3 separate regions of the Mus musculus genome follow, and regions 2 and 3 are each linked to region 1. The links are chromatin contacts, called in public Hi-C maps. All regions are on one chromosome and are shown on one strand. The core of a region is the stretch at or near the end of the contact, and the rest is flanking DNA. Distances in the headings are between cores, read along the strand shown. Region 1 has its middle 3.5 kb from the start of Gm30925. Region 2 has its middle 46 kb from the start of Gm31225. Region 3 has its middle 100 kb from the start of Gm31225.

Region 1 (2,840 bases), core at 251-2,750:
CAACTTTTGATCTGTGCTGTGAAAAATGGAACCAAACCAGGAGTGAAAAACCAAAGCAAGGTGATCATTTGTCAAAGTTGTTTTTAAAATGTGTGGTTCTGGTTTCAGTTCTTGCTTCCTAGCCAAGTGATCATTTCCAGCTTTCTCTCCCTCACCTACAGAAAGAGCAGCATGGGGAGAGATTCTTAAGTTACTCTCCTCAAGGTAGTGACACCTGTGCTGGCTTGCATGCCAGGCTTCCTCTCTGAGTCTGTCTAGTTACAGAGACTTCACCTGCTGCCCCCGTCAGCTGAACACTGCCCTCTCCTCACAGCTAACTGACCTTCAATATCCACTTCACAGCCAGGACCCACCAGACCCCACTTTAGTCCTGTGAACAAACATTTTGACTTGTGCCAAATTCAGTGTCTCAGAAAGTACAGCCCCACTCTGGCTGGATCTAGAAGGAATCTGGGCATCCTCTTAGAAACTCCATTTCCTCTAAAAAGTGATGCTGGTGGGTGGGTCTCCCTTTATGTTGTGAGTAACAAAAATGATCTCTCTCTCTCTCTCTCTCTCTCTCTCTCTCCCTCCTCCCTCCCTTCCCCAACAAGTATAAATAGGCGCTCCTCTTATCTGATCATCCCCTAAATGTTTTTCATTTGAAAAATGCAGTTAATTTTAGATAATTGTCAGCGATAATCTCAAACTTGTGTGTAGCACGGGCCCTGGTTTTAAGTTCCGAGAATCTAAGAACAGCATGATTTGTCTAAAGGACCTTGTCTGGGCCCCAGTGCCTCTGACTTGCCACTCTTATCAGAACACAGTGAGGCTCTCCTTAACTGAATCAGAGGTATGACTGCTTCTGCAGAGGGCTCCTCTGAACCCTCTCAGCTGCCTATGTGGGGTTTGAAGGCTGGAGACAAGCACCAGGGAGCTCAGAGCAAGATGGAGTTAAATCTGAGGCCCCCCAACATTGCCTACAGGGTTAACTCTGCAAGGATAAAGTGGCCTCTACCCCCTGAGCCTCCTAGGTCCCTCCTGGAGATCCTGCAAAGATAACTACAGTCATAAATGTTATGCAAAGGCTGCCTTGAGACCTTTCTAAATAGCAGGCTGTTTTCAGAGCCTGGGCAGCATTTGTCCTGGCCAGAGTTAAGAGGTAAAGAACGTTCCACTCGTAAGCTTGCATGGAAAAAAGATTCTTGAAGCTTTTTATCTATCTCTCTTTCTTTCTGCTAACAAGGTATGCAGAGGATTCCAAATTCCAGTAAGAGAAGGTTAAAATGTGTGGATTTGCTGAATAGAGTCATCTTCCCTCCACCCTTTGGTTTTTCCATAAAGTGTCATAAAACGCCACTGTACTAACAAACATTTTGGGAAGGGAACAGGCTTCAGGCCAAGATACCACAAGCTTAAGGGGGTGGGGGTGGGGTGATCTGAGCTCTGAAGGACAACATCCTGTGCAGAGTCATTCTTCAAGCAGGGTTTGACTTTAACAGTAGTATTCAACCAACAACAGACCTCTGGTTGTCTTGGGCTCCCCCACACAATGATAGACAGCAGGAGGAAGCCCCGTGTACCTATCTACATATGACTCAGAAATGTTAATAAAGAACTGGAGCGATGGCTCAGTGGCTAAATGTCCCATGTTCCAGCCTCAGAATGAATGTAAGAAGCCAGACACAGTGTTGTATCCCTGTAACCTCAGGAGAGGGGTATACAGAGAGAATCGTGAGGATTCAAGGAGTTCATAGGCCATGCAGTCTAGCTGAAAATGCAAATGCAAGGTCCAGTAGGAAAGCCTGTCTCAAAAGCTAATGTTGAGAACAATCAAGGAAAGACATCCAACAGCCTCTGGCCTCCATGTCATGCCACAGGCAAGTATACCTACATATGTAGCTGATCATAGTTTGAGCATGTACCTCATACATACCACATATAGACTGTACACATGTACACATGCATCCAAATAGACACATACAAACTACCAGCACACACCACACCATATATGTGAACATACACACACATATAGACATATACACATGCATCTACCTCCTGCATACCACATACAAACTATACACATGCATACATGTATACACACACCCCACATCTGCATACACCACATCATATATCTGAACATACATACACCCCACACAGATATATACATACTACACAGGCACACACACACACACACACACACACACACACGACTTAAGAAAATCACAATTACACTAATTTTCCCTAATCAAGGCTCTACTTAAAAAGCACACAATGATAAATGCCTTGAATCATGAAAACCAAATCTAAGCTTTTCCCCTAAAAGCTCCACCAGCATTTATTTATTCTCCCTTTATTTTCATAAAACACATAAATGTTACTGGAAGATGGAAACAGAAGATGACAGGACCACAGCCATGGCAGAGGGGGATCTGAGGAAGAGGCTCACCTGTGAACAATACCCTCATAACAAAATCTAGGTGGGGGCTCCAGAATAGAAAGCCAGAACAGAGCAGAGACCCTGGAGAAAGAAAAGTGTGTGAACAAAGATTTTTTTTCCTCTTATTTTTTTTTATTACGTATTTTCCTCAATTACATTTCCAATGCTATCCCAAAAGTCTCCCACACCCTCCCCCCCACTCCCCTACCCACCCATTCCCATTTTTTGGCCCTGGCATTCCCCTGTACTGGGGCATATAAAGTTTGCCTGTCCAGTGGGCCTCTCTTTCCAGTGATGGCCAACTAGGCCATCTTTTGATACATATGCAGCTAGAGTCAAAAGCTCCAAAGATTTTAAATATGATGATCATGGCTCAGAAGTTATCAAAAAGGGTTTGTGTATTTACCAGACAACATTGAGG
Region 2 (2,840 bases), core at 111-2,610, 320 kb after region 1:
CCTCTTGTGAGTACGTACTACAAGAGGGAAGGTCAAGAGGCAGGGACAAAATTCTCAGAGCTTGGGGCAGAGGATAAACAAAGAGGCCTTTGATTCTTCTTGTCCATCAGAGACAAGGTCTGGGAATAGCTCAGCTACGGGTGGCCTCAGGGGTCATAGAGCCCCAGTGTAGCCACCTCACTCTAGTCCAAAGCATACAGTCTTCCTGCAGTGTTGACTCCCTCTGACTCAGACATCTGAGACTCCAGGACAGATCCCTGAGGTAGGCCTGATTCTAAGCCCCTTCTAACCCTCAAGGTTCCCTAAGACAAGGAAAGTGTTACCTAAGGGCCTATACACTCACAGACACACACACAGATACACATACATACCACAAACACACACATACTACACACACCACAAACACACACATACACACACACAACACATACACCACAAACACACACACTACTCACACACATACACACACCACACACACACCCCACAAACACACACATAAACACACATACCATACACACCACAAACACACATACACACACACAATACACACACCGCAAGCACACATACCACTCATACACATACACACATCCCACATCACACACACTCCACAAACATATACATATTATACACACCACAAACACACACATACATATGCACACTACACACACCACAAACACACACACATGCCACTCATATACACACACCCTGCTCCACACACAGACATAAACACACACACACACACACACACACACACACACACATGCACACACGCACACACACACATACTGTGCAGTGTGAGAATCAAAGTCCCTAGGGACTTTGTCAGCTCTCAGCTCTTACTTATCCACACCCTGACTGTGGAATGGAACGTTCCTGGAGATGGGGTCAGAGGGTACAGAGTGAGGCCTTCACCTGAACCTGGAGGGGCTGAAAGCTGCTTCCATCCGAGCTCTGCTGGGATTTCCTTTACACTGCCCCAGCTCTGGGTCTCTTTTCTCACTATTTTTACTCATGTAAATGTGGCTCAGATCCCTGCCAACACGCTCCGCGTGTAATGTTGTTTAATAACTCCAGCCACCTCCATGAAATATTCATTATTCTCCTCTCCGTTGGAGTGTTCACCCAGGTTCCCAGAAATTTCTCTAGCTCTTGTTTTCAAGACAGCCCCCTAGCAGGAGAGCCCTGCGGGAGGGCCTGGACTCCCCATCTGAGGCTGACTGAGGAACTTGGGGTGCCTCCAGAGATTAAGGCCAAGGGCTCACCTTTGCTGGTTTCTCAGGGTAGAACCTACAGGGCTCCAAACAGTGTGCAGGAGCAGGATGAGTCAGCCCCCACTCCAGGGAAGGGAGCAACCTTTCGTTTTCAGATGAGCATCCGGCTTACTCAGCTGCAGTAGGCAGGCATCAGGACTTGGCTTCTGACACCTAGGCAAAGAGCGCCGCCTGTTGAATGCTGGCAATATGTGTTTCCTCCAGAGCTCCGGGCTGGACCCTGGGCTTCCTGCAGGGTCTCCTGAGCCCCCTCCAGTCAAAAAGGGGAAAGCAGGTTGCTCTCCACTGTATAGATTTTTTTGCTGACCATGCATGAAATAAGGCTAAAGCCCTGGATAGATTTTGCAAGCTAGAGAAAAAGGAGTCTACTTGTGATAGCCTATCAGATGATTAGGGATTCTCTATCTCTCTTTCTGTCTCCCCTCTCCCCTCTTTCTTCTTCCTGTCTTTCCTCCTATATATCTCTCTGTCTCTCTGTCTCTCTCTCTCTCCATAAGAGACATCCCACACTCTCTGTGGGTACCATTGGAGTTAATTTATTGAAGTAGGGTTAAAAAAACAAAGAAAAGAGTGACCACATGCGCAAGAGAGTCAACCTAGCATCCCAAAGTGGACCCATCTGAAGCATCCGCCTATGGATGAAAACCTTGAAAGAAAACCTCCCACACAGCCAGTCATGCCTCCAAGGGAAACTAAACCATGTCCTGCCATCTCTCCCCTCAGGTCACTCCTACCACCTCCACCTGTCAGTGGGCAACATACACATGGAACCATCCATTGGACATCGTGTTCCTGTGCCCTGAAGTCTACTTCCTATGATGCACTCCTTCTGGCACTGTTATGAACCACACTTCTCATAAATGGGGGGAGAGGGGCAAGATCATATAACTGGGGACAAGAGACATGTTGCAAACCACTGAATTCGTCCTTGGCATTTTTGTAATCAAATAAGGATTAGCAAAAAGTCAGTCATCAGCCAGAGGGTACACAGCAGGGATACCCTTGTATCAGAAGACAAGGTTCCTTCAGTGCCTGCCACAGAGTACAGAGGACTCAGCACCTGACCAGGACCTAAAATGTGGTTACCACGTATCATGCCACAGAATCCCCGGAGCAAGCTTTTCACTACGATCCTTGATGTACATCCCTGTTTGCTGGCATCTCCATTACTTAGCACAGCAATTTTACACTGTGTTCTCATCCCAAAAGAAAAAAAACATGGAAATCATGGGGCTGGAGAGATGACTCAAAGTGTGAGAGTGATTTCAGGGCCATCAGGAGGTCTTGAGTTCAGGTCCCAAGACATAAATGAAGAACCAAAGTGTGGCACCACATACACCTACAACCCCAGTGTTGCTGGGGACAGGGGCTTTGCTGACCTAGCTGAGCTCTAGATTCAGTGAGAGATCTTATTAGGAACAAAGGAATAAGGTAAAGAATGATAGAGGCTCTTCTCTGGCCTCTGCTTGCCTATGTAGGTGTATGCATGCACATAGACAAGAGGATACATGTACATACACACACACACACACACACACTGAAATAACTTATCAAGCTCTGATTCTCTCA
Region 3 (2,840 bases), core at 210-2,709, 260 kb after region 1:
AGAGATGGTACCACCTATAGGGGACTGAGCTCTCCTGCAACAATCGTCAATCAAGGAAATTCTCTGCAGATGTGCCCACAGGCCAATCTGAAGGAAGGTATTTCTCAAACAAAAACTAACCAGCACAATTACTCTTTGTTGAAGGCACTGTCTTGTTCACAGTATAAATCTTAGTGATATTCCTGATCCTTGTTGATCATATGCCAGTATCATGTCCCTGGTTATGTAAGTCACAAACATCACCAGATATTGCCAAATGTGCCCCAGGCAAACTATCCCATGGTGAGATCTCATGCCCTGAGAGAAAAATATGCCAACAATGAGGAGGGGTCTTCTTTGGGAACATTGAGCAACTATGAATTCTCCACACCTCACTTTTACCATTTGCAAAATGGGTATGACACTGATTGCAGGGTTGTTGTAAAGACTAAATTAATCCATTCATGTAAATCAATTAGGAGCTCACCATAGGGGAGGCACTTGGTAAATATTTAGACAGGGTGACTAGTTCCAGTGACAAGATGTTTCTGTGTGAAATGTATTTGCTAAGTGACTTAGTCAAGTGAGCCAAGCTTGACAATGTATTATAAAATAAATAAATGTGTAGGCAGGATAAAGAGATGCCAAACCAGAAGAGGTTGCATTGGAAGAGTTGAAGTTAGACGTGTGTGTTTAAGGAGTAGAATTGGGGCTTGTGGACAGATTCTGGGTCTTAATCTTACCTCCACTACTCATTACATATGAGACTCTGAGCTGACGATTGGACTTTTTTGGCCTCAGGTTTGCTAACTGTGAGGACAATGACAGGTCCTCAAAGGTGCAGATAAATAAAATGAAAAGAATACACTCCACACCACTGAACAGAGGGATTCCCCCACAACTTGACAAACCTTAATTGTCATCCTCTCTCTTGTCAGTACTTCTATTTGTTCCTCAATATTTATAGTCGGGTGACAAATGGCACCAAACTTAGTGGCTTAAGCCAACTGTTGCGCATATATTCACTCTCCCATGAGAGGAGTCTGGGATGAGCTCAGCTGGGAATTTCTTCTACTGGTCTCCAAGGGGTCATACGTGGTATCATACAGGGCTGACTCTTCCAAGCTCACTCATTCATGTGTCTGGATGCTGTGTTGGCTGCCCTTCAGGGCTCTCACTATCTTCCACTAGCCCAGATCCTGCAATCTTCAAGACAAGAACAGACACGTGTGACCGTGAGGCCTAGTCTTGAGAGTCACATCATATCCCTTCTACCATTTTGTATTGGTCAGAGCAAGCTTCAAGGTTGACTTTGAATTTGGAGCATAGAGAAAACAGATAAACATCATGGAGCCATGGGGCTTGCACACAGGGAGGTGTGATTACTGCAGCCACTTCCATCACAGATGCCCACACTGTCTGCTGGGGAGCAGACCACAACATCCTCCCCTCTTCTTTTTCCATAAACATTCATGTGGAATACCATTCACATGACTAGCAGGCAAGCTCAGAGATGTCCAGATGTTTGTGAACACTCCCAGACTGTAGGAGGAACACAGAGCACCACAAACATTTGTAATCACCACAGCTATTAATGGCACCTTAGCTCAAGGTCACTGGCAAGAGTAGGCTTGGCTATCTGAGAAGCCGGCATGTGTGTAGGATTTCCCACTCTGTTCTAAATCCCCGTCTTCCCCCCACGTTAGAGAAGAGACACCAATGAGAGCCAGACACTGATTACTACGGTGATCAACCTCAAGTCTGTTTCCCTTAAAAATAATAATAATAACAAAGGCATTGAGTCAAATGTCAGCTCGTTGCTGTGAGTAACGAGAAGCATGAAGAAGCCTTCGGACAGCTGATGAGAAGCCCAATGGCTCAGAAGTGGGACAACTCATTTGGGTGGGTCTCACTAACCGATGTGACAAGTTATTCAAATTAGTGGGAATTCATTCCCACGAAACTCCAGGTTTCCTCCTTTTTTTCAGTAGCCAGCATCTAAAGGGTGAATTTGTGCTATTGTTAGATGTTCCACCATGAATGACAAATTTTTAGTGCTTGTTGTCTAATCTGCAGCAGCTACCTTCTTCTAAGACTTGACCCTGGCCTGAATGCCATCAATGATCCAGATATCAAGCCTAAGTTTCTTAGCAGGGCTAGATCACTTCTTCAGTTGCTCCCATCCCTCCACCTACCTTAGAAACTCCAGTTCCAGCCTTATACCCTGCGTGCATGTGTGTGTGGCTGAATGTGAGCGTGTGCATTTGATTCTGAGCATGTGTTCATGTGTGCATGCATATGTCTGCATATGTTGGTGTGTACACCTGAATATGTATGTATGTGTGATGAGTGCATTATAACTGTAGTGTATCTGTGTTTCTCTGTGTGTATATGTCTGTAGTTTCTGTGGATCTATGTATGTGCCTGTTTATCTGTCTCTCTATGTGTGTGTATGCCTGTGTGTATGTGTGTGTGGTATGTAGGTGTATCTGTGTTTGTATATGTAGACAGTTAGATCATGTCACTTTCCTTGTTACATTATCCTGGAAGTTTGTGTCACCTGTAGGATGCAGTCCTGATTCTCTCCCTCTGTCCTGTACTCTTGTTAGTCCCTTCCTCTCCGTTCTCACTCTGCCTCAGTCTACCTCTCCACATGGCCCTTCACTCATTCATATACCACAGTCCCTGCAAGTATGGCTCTCTCTGCTCTAGACTCTCTGCTGAAATGCTGGTGATTCATCCGCTTTGTCCACATCTTAATCCACGCATTACCTCCTCAGAGAGGCATCTCTGGCTGCCCTCTCTACAGCCCATGTCACTCACGGTTCCCCTCCCTTGCTTTGTATCTCTTTAAAGGACTT

What was found. A called contact is a pair of places that touch in the nucleus more often than the background predicts.
Region 2: a contact with region 1 is called in a Hi-C map of uterus. The contact joins two enhancer-like sites. A contact is called at or near these places in 1 of 484 Hi-C or Micro-C datasets (uterus) and 2 of 115 datasets of contacts at active chromatin or transcription factors (kidney and neural progenitor cells).
Region 3: a contact with region 1 is called in a Hi-C map of uterus, with 2.6 times the contacts expected there. The contact joins two enhancer-like sites. A contact is called at or near these places in 2 of 484 Hi-C or Micro-C datasets (both in uterus) and 2 of 115 datasets of contacts at active chromatin or transcription factors (SST interneurons and pancreatic cancer cells).

What each region holds. Positions count from the first base shown.
Region 1 is chr8:115,825,266-115,828,105 of GRCm38.p6, forward strand. No RefSeq gene overlaps it. Among named protein-coding and RNA genes, the nearest start is that of Gm30925, 3.5 kb to the right of the region's middle. Within about 2 kb of position 1,501, at least 21 of the 459 cell types and tissues checked have an H3K27ac peak or open chromatin away from gene starts, as enhancers often do. A contact at or near this core is called in uterus, where this site is marked.
Region 2 is chr8:116,143,016-116,145,855 of GRCm38.p6, forward strand. No RefSeq gene overlaps it. Among named protein-coding and RNA genes, the nearest start is that of Gm31225, 46 kb to the right of the region's middle. Within about 2 kb of position 1,361, at least 66 of the 459 cell types and tissues checked have an H3K27ac peak or open chromatin away from gene starts, as enhancers often do. A contact at or near this core is called in uterus, where this site is marked.
Region 3 is chr8:116,086,657-116,089,496 of GRCm38.p6, forward strand. No RefSeq gene overlaps it. Among named protein-coding and RNA genes, the nearest start is that of Gm31225, 100 kb to the right of the region's middle. Within about 2 kb of position 1,460, at least 5 of the 459 cell types and tissues checked have an H3K27ac peak or open chromatin away from gene starts, as enhancers often do. A contact at or near this core is called in uterus, where this site is marked.